Regions from separate parts of the Mus musculus genome. Here region 1 is linked to region 2. A link is a contact called in public promoter capture Hi-C data. All regions are on one chromosome and are shown on one strand. The core of a region is the stretch at or near the end of the contact, and the rest is flanking DNA. Distances in the headings are between cores, read along the strand shown.

Region 1 (3,147 bases), core at 553-3,052, 150 kb after region 2:
GCCACCACGTGGTTGCTGGGATTTGAACTCAGGACCTCTGGACGAACAGTCAATGCTCTTACCCACTGAGCCATCTCTCCAGCCCCTAAATTTTTATTGTTAAATGTTTATGGGAACTATGCTTATGTGAATGTGTGGAGAAGAGGGCATTGGATTCTCTGGAGCTGGCGTTACGTGGTTGTGAGCCACCAGGTAGGTGCTGGGAAACTCAACCTGGGTCTCTGGAAGAGCAGTGCATGCTCTTCACTGCTGGGCTCTCTCTCCTTTCCCTCACCTCTTTTCGTAGGGACCACATGAGAAAATACTCCAAAAGGCAGGCCCAGTCCACTGTGATTTGGGGAAGAAAGCCACCTAACCTCAAGTCACCTAGCACAACACACCTCGGGCTGCTTCCCTCCTTAGGGCAGGCCACTCTAATCTCCAGAGGATTCTGCTTAGCTTTACTAACTAGATTGTTAAATAAACATCTGCTCCAGTTGTCTGTTGACTGACCTCATTAAAAAGATAAAAGCTGAGATACATCCCCTGTCCATGTCTGTCAACTATAAGGACTTTCCATTTATTCAGTAATTGTAAAAGACAGTTTATTCGACCCTTGTGTAGACAAACTGAAGGCTGGAGCTGCGCTTCAGAAGAAATTGTTTGCCCAGTCTGCTGAAAGACCTGGCTTTGATGCCCAACATTGAAAGAGTTTTTTTAGGTTTTGAGGCATGCGTCTTTAATCTCAGTGTTTGGAAGCCTGAAGCAAGAGGATTCTATTCTTGAGTTCAAGGTCAGCCTGAGCTAAAAAGTGAGAGCCTGTTTGAAAAACAAAACAATAGGTTTTGATAGGTTGAATATTTTCCCATTGTTTGACAGCTAACAAGTGGCAGAAACAGGATTTGAAATTGGCTTTTTCATAGAAATCAAGGGCTGGGAATTTAAATCGGTGGCAGAGCCCTCGCCTAGAGTTTTGATTCCTAGCACTATGAAAAGACATACAAGTTGCCATGACTTCTGAGCCCATCTCTCCAGCCCTTGTTACCTACTGTTCCTCTGCCAAAGAAAGCCTACTACTCAGAGACTAATTTACTCAAATGCAAACAGGTCACTGGCTTACTGTTTCTTCGACCTCTGAAGGTGTGGCAATCATGGAGCCTGCACACTTCCTGCTCCCTGACCCCACTATCATGAGTCCCATGGCTTCCTTGTTCTAGGAACCCAGAAGTTTGACCACTTACCTTATCTAGCAGTTCTTGGAGGCTGGCAGCTGTCAGTCCTTTCCGGACTGTCCGCTTATGATCACAGACACGGAAGGGTCGCTGAGGTGGAGGAGCTGAGTTCCAGACCCTACGGCTTAACTCCGAGCTCACAGTGGATACTGACCTGATGGTTGGAAACAAAACAGGAGTAAGGAGGGGGGGGGGGTTGGCAAACTTGTTGATAATGGTGGGGGGTGGGGTAGCTAGAGGGTCTAGGTTTACAGATCCAAAGGAGAGACTTAGAGGGAGAACAAAATAGTAATTTAAGAGTCAGAGGGAAAAAGAGAGAAATCTGTAGAGGAGATAGGGAAGTGAGTCTTCCTGGGCTGTTTTGCCTTGTCTGCCCATATCCCTAGGGTTGACATATAGAGGCAAGGGTTAGACATCACCTTAGCAGGCCATTGGGGTTGAAGGCTGAAAGGTACTCCATGCAGAGGGATGGGGGAGGTGACTCTCTCCCTGTTGCTTTGGGGCTGGGTGCTTCTCTGTTGTTCTTGCTTTTTTGTATAAAGCTGAGATCTTAGCCCTGGTAAAGTGAGAGGTGAGTCAAGCGTGGACTCTGACCCCCTTGCCTGGTCAGTAAGAGGGACAAAGTCGAAGAGGGTAGGAGGAGGAGCCTATGTGAAGTGGTAGAAGTAACCAAAGTCCGCCGTTTGTGTCTCTTTAGAGATGTGAAGGATGAAGTTAGATATTTGATCCGCCGCCCCCTCATCCAAATACAGTTTTACTTTATAGTCCACACTGGCCACCTTGAACTCATCTTCCTATTAGAACAGCGTTAGAACAGTTTCTGGCCCACAATCCCAGAGATGGAACATTCCATGTGAGCCCTGCTGACTGCCGCCACCTACTGGAAAGTTATAAACTTCAGTCTTTGGAAAAGCCTGGGCTAAATGTGCTGAAGAGACTTGGAGACTATGAAAGGAGGGACACTGTGTCTGATGAGAGACTGGATTCTGATCTACAGAACCAGCATCACCAGGATCCTTTCTGGAACCCTGGCCTTCCTGCGTATCCGCTCTTTGGTTGGAGAAGGATTGGCTAAACATTTTTTCTTTCTGGCTTTATTCTCTTGAAATGCCTGCTTCAGTGTCTATGAGCCAACACTACTCTCATCTTTTTTGGTTTGCTAATTAAAAATGTATCTCCAGCAGGGCAGTGGTGGCGCACACCTTTAATCCCAGCACTTGGGAGGCAGAGATGGGTGGATCTCTTGAGTTCGAGGCCAGCCTGTCCTACAGAGTGAGTTCCAGGACAGTCAGGACTGCACAGAGAAACCCTGTCTCAAAAGACCACCCCTCACCCCCAAAATGTATCTCCAGCTATGATCCCCACTACACTAATCAGAGGAGTGTCAGGACTTTAGCCTTTAGCACAGAGAGAGAGACAGAGAGAGAGAGAACACATGCATATGGAAGCTGGAGGACTTGGATATTGTTCCTCGGGTAACAACTTTTTCTTTATTTTCTTTTTATCTTTCTTTTTCTTTTCTTCCTTCCTTCCTTTCTCTCTCTCTTTCTTTCTTTCTTTCTTTCTTTCTTTCTTTCTTTCTTTCTTTCTTTCTTTCTTCCTTCCTTCCTTCCTTCCTTCCTTCCTCCTTCCTTCCTTCCTCCCTCCCTCCCTCCCTTCTCTCTCTCTCTCTTTCTTTCTTTCTTTCTTTCTTCCTTCCTTCCTCCTTCCTTCCTTCCTTCCTCCCTCCCTCCCTCCCTTCTCTCTCTCTCTCTCTCTCTCTCTCTCCCTTCCTTTCTTTCTTTCTTTCTTTCTTTCTTTCTTTCTTTCTTTCTTTCTTTCTTTCTTTCTTTCTTTCTTTCTTTCTTTCTTTCTTTTAGACAAGGTCTTCAATAGGCCTGGAAATTGCTGTGCTGGTTAGGATCATTGGCCAGTGAGCCCTAGAAACCCACTTGTT
Region 2 (3,173 bases), core at 655-3,154:
GATGAAGTGAGGATGATATCCACCTAATGACTAAGCCGTGTTGCCTAAAGTATCATTAAAACGCCTGACCCTTAAGTGTCTGCTCATGGGCTCTAATAGTGAGCTACTATTAATTAGTTAATTAACTCTGAGTAGTTAATGATACCTGCCGGTTGTTTTGGGTTTTTAGGCTACAGTTTTAGGTTCTGTGCCGGTCACAAAAGATGTTGAGTACGGCTCTAACCTACCCTGCTTGCCTTCTAGGTAGAAAGGTGGTTGGCTATGCAGGAGCTAAATAACAGCCAGGAGTGCAGTTTTAAAAGCATGTGACGGGCCAGTCATAGCTACATAAATATACACACACACACAAACAGTATGTGATTATGGACCATATTCCACTTTTGTAAAAAGCAGGGCAGCAAGATCTTCATTGTGCCTTCATCAGTCATTGTGCCTCTGAAACCATCTCCAGCTGCTCCTGCTCAAGCAGGATGCCCTGGGCTCAGAGCCCCCTTCCAACACGTATTCCTTCCTTCCTCTTAGGGGGCTGCAGAGTGATGGAGCAGAAGGAGGTCCATAGTGGGTTCAGGGATGAAGCTTGCGGCAAGGAAACTCCACCTGGCTATGCCGGCCTATGTCAGTGAGTGCCTGCCAGCGCATGGAGCGTGGCATTGGGAGCAGGGCTAGGCTGCCCAGGCAGTAAGCTGAGGTCTCTGGGGCCATTTGGTCCTTCACACAGTAGGAGGGAGCAAGAGAGGGGGCCCCCTGGCCAAGTGTGCAGATGGGTAGTGGCAGGCAGCATAAGAGACTGACTGACACTGCCTGCAAGTTTAGCAGGCAGAGGGGCTAATGGTTTTGCTCAATAAGAATCCCAATGTGTCCAGGACGGCCAGGGCCATTTGCATAGAGCAACACTGTCTCAAAACAACAACAAAATCCCAGTGTGGTCCAGTGAGACAACTGTGTGTGTTGGAAAAGGTACTTAGTGCCGAGTAGGGGGACCAGAGTTCTGTCCCCCAAATCCACACGGTGAAAGGAGAAGACCAACTCACACGTTGCCCTCCATCTTGCATATGTTCACCGAGACAGGGAGTGCCAGTGAGTGCGTACAACATAACACAATAAAAACAAGGTGTTGGGCGCATGTGGTTAATATCAAACGGAAGAATAAATACTCTGCTCTCTCATCTCCCCAGGGCACACTACAAAGAGTATCTCGTGAGCCTCATCAATGCCCATTCACTGGACCCAGCTACCTTGTATGAAGTGGAGGAGCTGGAGACAGCCACTATTCGCTACCTACATTTAGCTCCTCAGCCCGCGGATGGAGAGGATCTGCCTGCTTACCAGGCCCGGCTATTACAGGTAAAGCTGTCACATCCAGCTTTTTCCCTGCCCTTCCAAAAGTCACCTGTGACAGCCTATTTTCTCCACTGCAGGTTTCCAATATCATTATCCTCTGTCCTTTGCAGAAGCTGAGAGAAGAGGTACCCTTGGGACAGAGTATTGCCCGCAGAAGAAAGTAGTAGCAGAGAGCCGGGTCCTGATGGGACTTCCTGACCCAGGCCTCAGCAGCAGTTCCAGCACCAATAAAGAGGCATCTTATGGCCTAGGCTTCTTGGTGGTCCTTCTTCCTGGCCTCAGCATCCCGGGGCATTAGGGAAAGGGAGGGGGGAGAGGGACAGAATCCTGTTGGAAGGGCAGCCTACCGTAATCCAACCACCCCTGGACTCCTTCCTGGCTGGGAAGATGTGAAACACCGCGGAGGAACAACAGAGACCCTCCACATCTAGCCACCTGGCTTGGGCTCAGCGTCCTCTTTTCCCATCATTGACTTCGGCTGCTCTGTGAGAATAACCTAACATTTACCAAGCAGACACGGTTGGGGAGCACACATCAGCCTCCGGGTCTGATCTGGAGATAACCTTCCTGGGAACCAGACACGGGGCGTAGTTCTGGGAGGAAGGAGGAGTCTCACAGAGCCACAGGCCCAAGGTGCTACTGCTGACTGAGGCTGCTTCCCTCTGGTGGTAACCGCTTGCCCTGCAACTCAGACCACGTGGTTTCTAGGAAATGCACCTCCCCGGAGGAGAATTGAAACTTAGGGTGGGGACTGTAGAAAGGGGAGGAGAGATCAGAAAAAGCCTAGAACCTGCTAAGCCTGGGACCTTTTCAGCGGCTCAGGTAAGAGCAACTCTGCGTCTGCGGCGGGGACCAACTGGGAGCGATGAGAGGGGGCTGGTGAGGGCTTCCAGAGCCCTGAGCTGCAGGGAGAGTCAGAGTGGCTTGTGAATCTGAAAGTAGATGTGGCCTGAGAGACTGATATCACAGGGCCAGACTGGCTGCCAACTTAACTGTTGAGGAAGGTCTACAAAGGCCTTAGTTGACCTTTGTTTTTCTTGCCTCAGGCCCTGCCCATTTCTTCAGCTCCGCCCTTGCCCCCAGCTGCTGCCCCACCTACCCCTCTAGCAAAGAGGGGTATGGTAAGGAGAAGGTCAGTAGGCTGGGGAGATAGATGCCTTAGGAGCAAATGTTGCCTCTGTAGATGCTTGGGAGCTAAAACTCTGCCACAAGGAACAAGTCATTAAGGGAATTCTCCTAAATAATACATGTCTGAAACACTTCAACTTATCAAGACCAAATGTCTGAGGTTTCCTTTCAGGTGTAATAACGAGGAATATTCAAAAGAAGTTTTAAGAAATAGTTTTTAACCTCTGGGGATGTTTCTAGAGAGAAAAGAACATGGAAGGGTCTTCAGGGAAGGGCTTCTGCGTGAAGCTGGCCCCGGTGGCCAGGGGTTTGCAAGTTGTTGGTTCTCCCTGGGCATGATGGCGGCACATATCTTTGATCCCAGCACTTCAGAGGCAGGTGGATCTCTTGAGTTTAAGTCCAGTTTGGTGTATACAGTGAGTCCCAGGCCAATCAGGATAACATAGTGAAGTCTGGTCTCGAAATGAAAAGAGTTCTCATATATCTTGCTTCCTCTTCCTAGGATGGCCTCAGGCAAAGTACGCTGCACCCGAAAGCTGCGGAGCTGGATCGTGGAGCAGGTGGAGAGTGGCCATTTCCCAGGGGTGTGCTGGGACGATGCAGCCAAGACCATGTTCCGGATTCCCTGGAAGCATGCAGGCAAGCAAGACTTCCGAGAGGACCAGGATGCTGCCATATTCAAGGTGAGAGTTCCTGAAGGCACC

What was found. Capture Hi-C pulls out chosen DNA fragments and counts their contacts.
Region 1: a promoter capture Hi-C map of liver shows a contact between it and region 2. The contact joins the promoter of Cideb here to the promoter of Irf9 in region 2. A contact is called at or near these places in 26 of 39 promoter capture datasets (the 3T3-L1 cell line, 3T3-L1-derived adipocytes, the C10 cell line and 16 more), 2 of 15 datasets of contacts at CTCF or cohesin (large pre-B cells and pro-B cells), 26 of 484 Hi-C or Micro-C datasets (B cells, the C10 cell line, CD4 T cells and 16 more), 32 of 115 datasets of contacts at active chromatin or transcription factors (the 230-238 cell line, the HPC-7 cell line, the SCID.adh cell line and 18 more) and 5 of 9 other capture datasets (adipose tissue, embryonic stem cells, liver and 2 more).

The regions. Positions count from the first base shown.
Region 1 is chr14:55,756,622-55,759,768 of GRCm38.p6, forward strand. It overlaps Cideb (cell death-inducing DNA fragmentation factor, alpha subunit-like effector B), which reads right to left and starts at 1,803. Exons shown (of 5, transcript NM_009894.3): 1 at 1,631-1,803; 2 at 1,221-1,365. The coding sequence starts at 1,671. It also overlaps a transcript of Ltb4r2 not described here.
Region 2 is chr14:55,602,081-55,605,253 of GRCm38.p6, forward strand. It overlaps Irf9 (interferon regulatory factor 9), which reads left to right and starts at 1,905. Exons shown (of 9, transcript NM_008394.3): 1 at 1,905-2,163; 2 at 2,972-3,152. The coding sequence starts at 2,973. Rnf31 (ring finger protein 31) reads left to right here. Exons shown (of 21, transcript NM_194346.3): 19 at 523-619; 20 at 1,176-1,344; 21 at 1,452-1,594. The coding sequence ends at 1,505.